2 separate regions of the Rattus norvegicus genome follow, and region 1 is linked to region 2. A link is a contact called in public Hi-C data. All regions are on one chromosome and are shown on one strand. The core of a region is the stretch at or near the end of the contact, and the rest is flanking DNA. Distances in the headings are between cores, read along the strand shown.

Evidence for each region. Hi-C and Micro-C count contacts between places; a contact is called where the count stands out from the background.
Region 1: a Hi-C map of prefrontal cortex shows a contact between it and region 2, with 4 times the contacts expected there. The contact joins two enhancer-like sites. A contact is called at or near these places in 2 of 12 Hi-C or Micro-C datasets (frontal cortex and prefrontal cortex).

What each region holds. Positions count from the first base shown.
Region 1 is chr7:126,048,160-126,053,562 of GRCr8, forward strand. LOC102552608 (a long non-coding RNA gene) reads left to right here. Exons shown (of 5, transcript XR_005487330.2): 3 at 498-565. It overlaps LOC134479775 (a long non-coding RNA gene), which reads right to left and starts at 586. Exons shown (of 4, transcript XR_010053501.1): 1 at 209-586. Within about 2 kb of position 3,877, at least 3 of the 93 cell types and tissues checked have an H3K27ac peak or open chromatin away from gene starts, as enhancers often do. A contact at or near this core is called in prefrontal cortex, where this site is marked.
Region 2 is chr7:125,712,853-125,718,805 of GRCr8, forward strand. The region is part of intron 1 of Pdzrn4 (PDZ domain containing RING finger 4); the gene reads left to right. Among named protein-coding and RNA genes, the nearest start is that of Pdzrn4, 19 kb to the left of the region's middle. Within about 2 kb of position 2,874, at least 5 of the 93 cell types and tissues checked have an H3K27ac peak or open chromatin away from gene starts, as enhancers often do. A contact at or near this core is called in prefrontal cortex, where this site is marked.

The sequences.
Region 1 (5,403 bases), core at 2,627-5,126, 340 kb after region 2:
GCTCTAGCAGGAGGCCAACTGCCTGCATTCTGGGAAGAGAACTGAGGGAGTGACCTCAGTGTTTATAGAGGTCGAACACCATGTGGAAGCTGTTATGACAGAATCAAACGGTGGGTAGAAGCTGATTCTGTCACTGCTGGCTTCCAAATGGAGGTGCAACCCCCAGGTGAGCTGGAGAAGTGGAGCAAGGAAGCAGGCTTGTACTTACTTTGGAGAGAGTTTGGGAAGACTGGCTCACCAGCTCAAAGTTCCACACTCATATACGCCATTTTTGCTCTGTCTCTTGTCGCCAACATGAGGGTCCTGAGGGTTTCGGCCATACATTCAATGAGATGGCAAAAGCAAGCAGAGAGGGAAAAAGACGACGGTGGAAAGGGTAAACAAGGCAGGTCTACTCTCCCCTAGACAGGCTCCAGTGGGGGAACGGCTACTAATATTCTGCCAAGCGGGCAAACTATTAAACTGACTTCTAATGTGAGTTCTCGCTCTATGCACAGATGCACGCACCTCCCGACTTCCATTTGTTGGAGCTGAGGATTGACACGGAGACCCACTATTGGCCAAGGTACAGAAAAGACTGCGGATGGCTGAGCCATCCATGGGGCAACTGTATCCCATTCCCTCCACCCAAGGTTCAATAAACATTGGAGGCGAGGGGGGCAGAAAGACTATAAGTGCCAGAGGGGCAGGGAAAACACGGAAACAGTGACCAATATCCCAATGGGGTAGCTACATAATTGAATCCCGTCACTGTCACAGCAGTTACAAGGTATGGGCAAGATCAAGCCAGACCAAATCCCAACATGGAGAGAAGAGGTAGACACAAAGCCTTACCCCTAGCCAGGGAGTTATTGGTGCTTGACAGTTACTGGGAGAAGGGAAGTCTGCATTCTCTGAGAGTGTAGGACAGTGTTTTTCAACCTGTGGGTCACAACCCCTTGCAGGTCCAACTACCCTTTTACAGGAGTCACCCAAGACCATGAGAGAGCACAGATATTTACATGATGGTTCATAACAGTAGAAAAATTACAGTTATGATGTAGCAATGAAAATAATTTTATGGTTGGGGGGGGGATCACCACATCATGAGAAACTGGGTTAAAGGGTCACAGCATTAGAGCAGTGGAGAACCACTGATGTAGGCCCTGGTAAGTTGACCACTATGATTCAATAGAAGGATATACATCTAAGAGCATATATATGAGCAGCACAAATTCTACTAGATGGGGAAAACACTGATGAATGTTGGATGGGTGTGGAAGGTGTAATGGTTTGTATATGCTCATCCCAGGGAGCAGCATGTGAAGGTGCAGCCCTATTGGAGTGGGTGTGGCCTTGTTGGAGTGGGTGTGGCCTTGTTGGAGAAGGTGTGGCCTTGTTGGAGAAGGTGAGGCCTTGTTGGAGTGGGTGCGTCACTGTGGGTATGGGCTTTAAGACCCTCACCCTAGCTGCCTGGAAGCCAGTCTTCCACTAGCAGACTTCAGATGAAGATGTAGACCCTCAGCTCTGCCTGCACCATGCCTGCCTGGATGCTGCCATGTTCCTGCCTTGATGAAAATGGACTGAACCTCTATAAGCCAGTCCCCATGAAATGTTGTCCTTATAAGAGTTGCCTTGGTTGTGGTGTCTGCTCACAGACAGCAGTAAAACCCCAAGTAAGACAGGAGGGAATGTGGAACTGGAATGAGTTGGTGGAGAGTGAATTTAATTGAAACACATTGTGCGAAATTCTCAAAGAATGAGTGAAAAACTGTTTAACAACAACAAACCAGCATTGGGTCCATCACACACTGCTGCTATCAGACAGTACTGTGCAGTGGGAAATAGGTTGGTTGTCCTCCTAAAAGTGTCACGTAGCCACTGGAACTCTTATGTGGTGTGACTGTACCTCACCGGTGCCTCATTGGGTGTGGAAACAGAACCTTGAAAGAAGGACATCTGCCCACAGCTGTGCCGTTGGAACCCCACCGGGTGGCTGTCCCTTCAGGCACTGTGACATGTCCATCCCCAGTAGATGTTAAGTAAATGAATCCATCTTCAGAAACAGAACCAGAGGATCAGAGACCATGCAGGTGCCACTGCCACACGATGCAGAAAATTAGACAAACCACCGTCACGGCGGCCAGAATAATTGAGAGCCTACCCGCCCCAAATCCATCATCCCTCACAGTTCACACTGCGCAACAGGCGCAGGGCCATGGGTACCAACCTGGCCTTGCTCTGAACATCGTTCATACTCGTTCTCAAGAGAAGAGCACACAGAGACCCTCACACCCCCTCCTCAAAAAACTGCCTCTCCATTAGCTCAGTTTAGAAACAGGGTTTATACAAGATCAATGCAATACAAAAATCAAAACTTATTTTCTGAGAAAGAAAGAATCGAGGATGAAAAATTCCTGAAATCCTAAGTAGCACTCCATCTTTCAGATTCAAATTACTTACAATTCCATAACAATTTTTACCTTTTCATGATTTTTTTTCATTGTGTTTTATTTCTGGGGAGAAGAAGGGGAGTCCAATCAAGGTGTCACAAACTATGGTACACATGGGGGAGGTCAGAGACTCTCGTAGGAGTCAGTTCTTCTACTCTGTGGGTCCCTGGAAACAATCAGATCATCAGGCAAGGTGCTTTGCCAACAGACCCTCAGGGCCCTCTCCTCCTCTAGAGAGTAACCTTGGCTCTGTGGAGCTGCTAGAAGAATCCTGGTCAGACACCTCAGCAGAGCTCTCCTACTTAGAATGCATCACCAAGCACTTCAGGACCACTGCCAGCACCTTATTGCACAGCTCTTCAACAAGGATCCTGTCAAGTCAGTTTAGGCACAGTCTTCCTTCTGCCCTGATGTTCCCACCCAGTAAATCTCGTTCCCTCCCTCTTGACTACAAGCCCTCCCTTCTCCTTGCCGAACTCAAGGTTGTTCTGAGTTCCCTCCCGTTGCAAACCCTACACTGCAGCATTGAACTCTGGGTTTATTCGAGTGTCCTCCTGAGGCAGAGCCCGAACTGCAGCTCTGCAGCACCAGTCTACCTACTCTTAGCAAACCGTGACTCGTTTTTTTTCTCTATGACATTAGGACTCTTCAAAACCACACAGAAATGTCACAGGGTGCTCAGAGAGAGAAATCAGGATATATATATATATATATATATATATATATATATATATATATATATATATATATATACCTATATGTATATATATACCTATAGGTATATATATATGAATATGAATGACAGAGGGATGCAAATAAAATTCAATGGATTCAGTGTCTAAATTGGCAAAAAAAAGTGAGTGCCACTGTTAATAAAAGTTACTCCCCGGTGTTTGTCACCTTGTGGTTTGAGTGAGAACTGTCTCTCATAAGCTTATGTATCTAAAACTTGGTTCCCATTTGGTGGTCCTGTTTGGGAAGGTTATGGGGATAGGCCTCTTGGGTTTGGACACTTAACCTGCTTCCCACTATCTTTTTCTGTATCCTGTGTGTGAATGAAAATGTGACCAACCAGTTTCCTGCTCCTGTCCTGCCCCTGCCCTGCCCCTGCCCCCACCCCTGATCCTGCATGCCTGGACTCTAGCCCCAAGAACCATAAGCTAAATAAACTCTTTCTTCTATAAGTTACCTTCGGTCATGGTATTTCATCACATTAGCAGAAAAGTGACTAATACAACCACAACCAGTAAGTGTGGCAGCCGGCTGGAGTGCATATGCTATGGAGTTTTCCTTTAGTTTCATTTGGCTGCTACTGGGCTGTGAGCCCAGCCGTCAGTAACTGTCTGGAAACATTCCATACACAATGTCCTACAGAAAACCTCTCATCCGCAGCTATCGTTCTAACATCTCTTTAAATTGCCAAACATAGAAACGCTTGTCTGCTGATTTTCGCTCTTACTAAATTCCAAATCTGGAAGTCTTTCCTCAGAAGTGATCGTGGGTGGGCAGATATACTCCAGTCTGTCTTTTAATCAGCGTCACTGTGCTTCAAAGCCAGGAGGAGCGCAGCCGGCTCCGAAAGCCATCTGGACAGTTTTTATAAAGTTCCACAGAGACCCATCATTTAGCTCAGCAGTGCCATTCCAGGGAATCCTCCAATGTACCTCCACCGACCCCCACAACCACTCCTAAAGATTATGACAAATTTAGTCACTTCAAGTCACTCAGACGCATGTATGTTACAGTTCTGCAAACCAGTTCATTCAGAACACACTGATCTTTCATGGTTCAAGCATTAGATCATCAAGGTTTCATTTCTTTCCACTATTAAAGGGGAGCTCTAATCCCTGTATTTCTTTCCTTCTCTCAGAGGCCCATATACCTTATCCTTTCCAGATTTGCTGTGACTGGGGAGCCAGTTTTCTCTCACTGTACCATACTCAGCATCTCCACAGAGAACCCCCTGCTTTCAATAACGCATGTGACTGTGAGGTTGGTAAAGTCTAGACACACCCAGAAGTAAATCCTCAAAGCCACCTTTCACAAGAACCCTCCAGGATCCACTCAAGGGTGATTCAGGAGCGACTTTGCAGGAACAGGCACACATAATGGAAGCTAGCTTGTCTGCCAGTTGATCTCTGACCTTTTCAAGTTCAAATCCCCCAAACACAGTACAGCGACTTTCCCTCATAAGGCCCAGAAGAGACACACAAAAGATCACAAATCCCCCTTCTCTCACGGCCCACCAAGCAGCTTCTCCTTCTCCCTTCTTGTAAAGTCCCCACTGCCAATCAGACAAGCAGATGTAATCTCAGAGTTCCCACCCTGCTGGGTGGTCAGCCATGGAATGAAGCTTATGTCTCTCTGAGAGCCCAGTGCCATCAATGCCAGGGAGATCACAGGCACCTAAAGAAATCCAAGATAGAAGAATGCCCAATATAGTCTTAATAGCAACACTGATAAGGATTCTAGATCAATCATGATGTGGGAAATACATCAGGTCCCTTTGGCCCTTTGTATTCCTGACCACCATCTGTATAGAGCAGGAGCTCTCAACCTGTGGGTTCAAAACCCCTTTGGTGGTTGCATACCAGATATCTACATTATAACTTGTAACAGTGGCAAAATTACAGTTATAATGTAGCAATGAAATAATTTTATGGTTGGGGGGGGGGCGTCACCACAACATGAAGAACTGTACTAAAGGGTTGCTGAGAACCACTGCTATAGAGTCACTGAGGAAGGTGACAGTGGATATGTACTTAACCACCCAGGGTAACTGCAGGTACACAGTAAGCACCAAGATGTCTCAATAGAGTTCAAGCAGGAAGACACATATCTCCATGAGGTCCTTCTTAGTCGGTACTAAAAACTATATATTTAGGGCTGAAGAGATGGCTCAGCCGTTAAGAGCACTGACTGCTCTACCAGAGGTCTTGAGTTCAATCTCCAGCAACTACATAGTGGCTCA
Region 2 (5,953 bases), core at 1,624-4,123:
ATCACCTGGTTTCCATTTTCTACACTTCCAGCACTTTTTTCCCCACTGACACCATCTTGCTTTTCTAGCTTCTTTGCCCCAGAGTCTTCAGTGTTTTGTTGTCAATGTCCGCAGAGCAATGTCACGTACACCTTGCCCAGACAATTCTGTTCTCCAAAAGCTTCCCCGTGTTACCCAAATTGGAGCTAACTACTCTTTTCTGTAGACAGGTTGATTTCATTTCTATCCCAGGTACTTTAAAAGTTTGTAAAGGAATTAATGATTGTATCTTTAGCTGTTGCAAAGTCTTTCCAGATTTCTTCCCTATGCTACATTTCCTGGATGTTCTTATCTTAGAGGGATGAGGAGGGCATTTCCCCATTTTATAAAGACTTAAACCAGCTGAAGGTAGACAGGATAACCATCCCTAATCATCCAGCTAGGATGACTCAACCCTGTGGTTCCTTTGATATTAACAGAATGACAAAAGAAATCAGGAAAGACACTATGTGTAGGAGAGTTCCTGACATCAGGCGATTAAGGAATTAAATATCAACCAGGTCAATAATAAATTAACAAAGTGAGACATTGTGGGGAGAGAGGGGAGAGCAAACAGAGAATTAACAATTATTACTCTTTAGCACACTGAATATAGAAGCCAAAGGAAAAGTCAGACTAAGACATTGTGGACAGAGAGAGTGGCATTTGTGCCAATCAGGCAAGCACAGAGGAGTCATTTCCTTAGAATACAGATGAGCTTCTATCTGTGTGAAGCCCTTTGGATCTGATGGTACTGATACAGTCTCATGGTCTTTGGTGGATCCATGTCTAATTATTCTCCTGTGAACAAGTTGTTTTTCTCTCTTTTACTTCTTATAGTTCTCATTGGGGCCAAAGCCCACTCACTGGTAGACTCTTCCAGAAGTATGGAGCTCAGCTAATCTGAATATGTCATGAAATGTGTGACATTGATTGCTGTCCTCCTTCACCATTGTGTAATATGTGAACTGACTTCTGGGAAAATGATCTCACAAGTACAGACTACACCTTCCTCCAGTGCCCTCTTGTTCCAATATTCTCAAGTGGGGTGGGCAAGCACTGACCACAAGTGCAGTTTCCCAAGTTGTATACATGTGATTATTTCAGGCCTTCTAGTGGATGCTAAAATAAACACTTAATCCCCTTCCCCTCACTTAATAACAGAGAATTGCTCAAGCCAAGGTGGTAAATAACACGTCCTCTCCTCCATTTTATCCAAAGAAAGTAAAGGGTTGGGTTTCTCTACCCATTTGAATCATATAATTATAACTAATTTCTAGGAACCCAAGATCCATGCTTATTTTGATGGTACCTGAACCAGGGTATTTGTTTTAAATTTAAAAAAATTAATTTAATTTATGAGTTTTAGTTATAGCTCTTATAAGTAATTAAAAATCATCAGTAACTTTTCGGTAACCCCAAGTTTAACCACTGCGTGGTAGTGGCCATCCAGTTACACACCTACATTTGCTGAATATTTTTTTAGATGCAAGGAATGGAGATAAGATCATGGGGCTTAAGGCCTGAGCAAGACTCTATGGGGACTTCTCTTCAGAGAAGACAAAATGCAGGTAATGGCTAAGTTGGAAAGGAAGGAGAACGGTGACTGGAGGAGATACAGGGAACCAAGTGAAACAGTCTAGCCCAGTGCCCTTTGAACATCCAGCAGCAACACATGGGGCCCATTTAAGACCCCCTAGTTTTCATTTCTCTAAAGTGAGATGCTTGATGATGTATTTTGAAGCACAGTGCTTTATAAGTGACTGCAGTATGCCCCCCAAGCTTATTGTGTTAGAAACTTCATTTCCTGTGTGGACAGGTTGAGGAACTTAATGAGATGGGCCTGATAGAGTATATCATGTCACAGACCGCCCTCAGAAGTGATCTGTAAAGGTGTATCAAAGAAGGAGTTCTTAGGAGATTGTGCTGTCAAAGGGCAAGGCCACACTGAGTGTTGCAGCCCTTCTGCACCTGACTGATTCCTCCTCTGCTTCTTTGGCTTGTTCTGATGTAGCCAAGGGGAGTATTCGAACAGAGAGATGTACCTTGACTAAGTCTTCAAAGCTATAAGATAAGTGAGCCTCTTACCTGTATTAATTAACCAATATCAGATACTCTATGATACTAACAACAACAACAGGTTAAGGATGAGTGGGGGCTCGTCAGAAAAGTTCCTTCTGCACAAGCCTGAGGACCTAAGTTCAGATCTGTACCACCCATGGGCATGGGGATGCAGGCTGATCCCTAGAACTTGTTGGCCAACCTGACTGGTTGAATCAATGAGCTCCAGGTTTAGTGAGAGACTTTGTCTCAAAAGATAACATGGAGAAAGACTTAAGAATATATCCAGCGTTGACCTTTGGTCTCCATGTGCATGAGCACACATGTGCATGTTCATTCACTTGGGTGTGCGCATGCACATGTCCACTGATGAACTCATCTGGAAGTCTGTACTTCCTTGAGGAGCAAAGGAGGGCAGATGACTTTTCACCCCGAGTTCTTGTTTTTCATTCAAATTATGTAAGGAGCTTCAAGGTACAAAGCAGAATTGTCTGGAGTAATCTAGAAAGCTACAGAAGATGAAGTGGGGTATCCAAGGTACCCTCCGGGATGTACTCCTAAGGCTGCTAAGGAAAATATCAGATTCACAGACAGTCTAGGATCTAAGCAAGAAAAATGAGAATGGGGGCAGGGAGTTGGCTTGGAAAGGAAGCTCTGAAGGGACTTGAACATCTGCTCCAAGCTGACGCAGACTTTTTTTTTTTACATGTAAGTTAGAAATGTGCAACATGGAGAGTTGTTGAAACTCCATATGCCTCTTTTGGCGCACAGAGTCATGCAGTTTTCAGAAATAGAAATGAACATTCAGAAGTTGGAAGCATGCCTTGGTCTAAAATCTGGGATGTATTTCAGCCCTCTCACACAGGGCAACCTTTCAGCCAGCCACTACCAGACTTAGCCATCGTAGTATTTCTGCTCCTTCGTGATTTATTCTGTTTATTGCTGGATCAGATTCTACGGTGAGTGGATGCAGGGTTTTCAGTAGCGTCCATGAATAGAAGTCTGCACTACAGGACTCTGCCCTTCCAGAAGGCTGTTATGACCAGGACTCTGAATTCTAAATGCTCATTAGATGCTATAAATCGTTTTGCCTTGCAACACACATCAATTAACTGTAGTTCGAACACCACAATTCACGAAGCAGATTGATTGGGGGGAGTGCAGTATAGCTGTGCAGCACCTACATTTAGAGATATTGGGGAAAGTCACCCATTAAATTAACATTAGTTTAAGAAAAATGGAAACTTCTGGAACAATTACAGTTTTGCTGTTTTGACTGAAGGGAAGGAAAAATAAAAATGGCCTTTGTTCCAGATGGCATGACTTAAACAGTTCTATTCTGCACGCACTTGGGAAATGGGTGGTGTTCTTAGCTTGATGGATGGGGTGCGTGAGATCTTAGCTGTGCTTCATTAGGCTCTGGTGAGTGTGTGGTAAATTTTCCTTATTTATACATTTTCTGTCAGAAGATCATAAACATAGCCCGTGATGCACATGTTTTTACTGCTGACTTTTCTGTTGTTGTTGTCATTGTTTATAAATTAGCTGCCGCCTTGACAAGAATTTATTCGGGGGACTCAATTAATACCCTGGTTTTCAAATATCTAAGTCAGAATTAAGAACAAGGAAAGCGACCCACTTGCTACTATCTATGGTGCTGCAAATCACACACACTTTTCAAATTAGAAGTCCCCAAAAATGAAAGGAAACACATTCAACTGTTTTTAAGCTTGCTAATTCACTGCTTTTCATGTACTGGAAACGAAACTCAATAGAGAAGCAGTTCTTAAACCAAGCATTGGATCCTTTATTCAACTCTTAACAAAAAGTCCAAAGCAAAGGTTTTCAATCTGTGGGTCACAACCCCAAGGGGGATCACATTAAGACCTTCAGAAAACAGGCATTTGCACTATGATTCATAACACTAACAAACATATAGTTATAAAGTAGCAATGAAATAATTCTATGGTGTGTAGGGGAGGGGGTCCACCACAACACGAGGAACTGCATTAAAGGGTCGAAGCATTAGGAAGCTTGAAGACCACTTATCTAGAGTGAAGATTACTTCACCTGTATTTTATGATCAGAAAAAAAAATAATTAGAGCAGGTGATCAATCTATACTAATCTTATAAAGCCACATACTTGGAAAAACAATGGGAAGATGGCAATCTAGAGCACTTCCCAACTTTGTCAATATGTTTATTTTTTTAAATTTTTTATTCTTGGTTTGTGTGAGTATCTTGCCCACATGGATGTTTGTGCAACACATGTGTGCAGTGACCAGGGAGGCCAGAGAAAACCCGGAGTTACAGATACTTATGAGCCATCATTCGGGTACTAGGAATTGAACCAAGGTCCTCGGAAGGAGCTATCATTGCCCTTAATCATTGAGCCATCTCTCTAGCGTCTGAATTTAAATTCTGACATATTTTGAAGTATTGAGCAAGTAATACGTCACTAATAACCTCATAAAAGTACTTACTAACACAAATTGTGTAACATATAAGTTGTAGACAATGTGTGAGTTTGAGTGTGTATGTGTATGTGTTGAGAGAGAGATTGATTCATCCTATGTCCATCATGGTATACTATTCTTTATGAAGAGAAAGGAGAAAACAGAGCAGTGTTAAGCTACATAGTTATTCATCTATCTAATGGATCGGTTCAGGGAGATGTGATGGTCATCAACAGAGTAGGCAGTTCCATAGTCTTGACTAAGGGACAGCCCCATGGGAATGTGGACCCATTGAAATTTCAAGTGGTTCATTGGATTCCTTCATGTGGATGTGGCTTCTTCGACGTCTGCAGCTGTCTTCTGCAGAGCGGTTTTTGCCTGTATTGGCGGTGTTCTACACAGCTTCCTTACGAGAAATGGAGCACATAATTGGGGCATGAGTATTAAAAAAGAACCTGGTCATCTGATCAGGGCTATAGAGAGTCTGTGTGCCCATTTATGCACCCAGTGCATGGGACAGCCATTGTGGAGCACAATGAGCAATCTCCTGACACCCTCTGTCACATGAGAATCCATAGTGATTCCTTCCTGTGTTACTCACAAGTCCTAGACAGATTTTGCCCATGTAACAACCATTTTCTGAAAATCCCGATTGTGATTACTGTGGTTGTTCCTTTCTCCACCTGAGAAATTCTATTTTCAAGCACAATTAAAATGCTGCTGACTTTATGTTGTTTTCTCAAAGCTCTCAAGAGAATAAATGGATTGTGTTCAAAAATCCATACTGTTGCCTGGGCTTCCCTTACTCGACTTTTCATAGGTGTTTTGAATTCTTACAGAAAATGTGGCAAGCTCTCTACTCACAGTAAGACCGCTCTCATACTGGCCCCCTTCCCTCATTACAGCCCTGGCCCCCCAGAACAGTGTTTTGCAGTCATGTTCACATTCAAAATCAGCCTCGTGTTGAGCTAGCTACCATGAGTTTAAGGGATGCAACACTAACTGTATCCAGCCTATATGAGTGTGTAGCCTGCCTTTTCTCCCAGTTGGTTGTAAAGTAGCCCTTTTGGACTCATGTTTTTTGTATGTTTGGTATTAAAAACAAGTAAATTAATAACTGTATTAGAGAGTCCTTGAGGAAAATATCTAATGTATATTTTATTATATTTTGATATATATATACATATATATATATATATATATATATATATATATATATATATATATCTTGTGTATTTCATAGAGTTGCTTAACACAGGGCTTTCAACAAAATAGAAATTCGGTGTTTGCAGAACTGAATTGTTAAGTCAGGAATGAATGCCTATAAAACTTAGATGGAGTTGCTCAAGTGCTGAGCATGCATTTCTTATGTATATTTCTCATAGGAAGTTAATGTACCAGGAAGCCTTCATTAAGT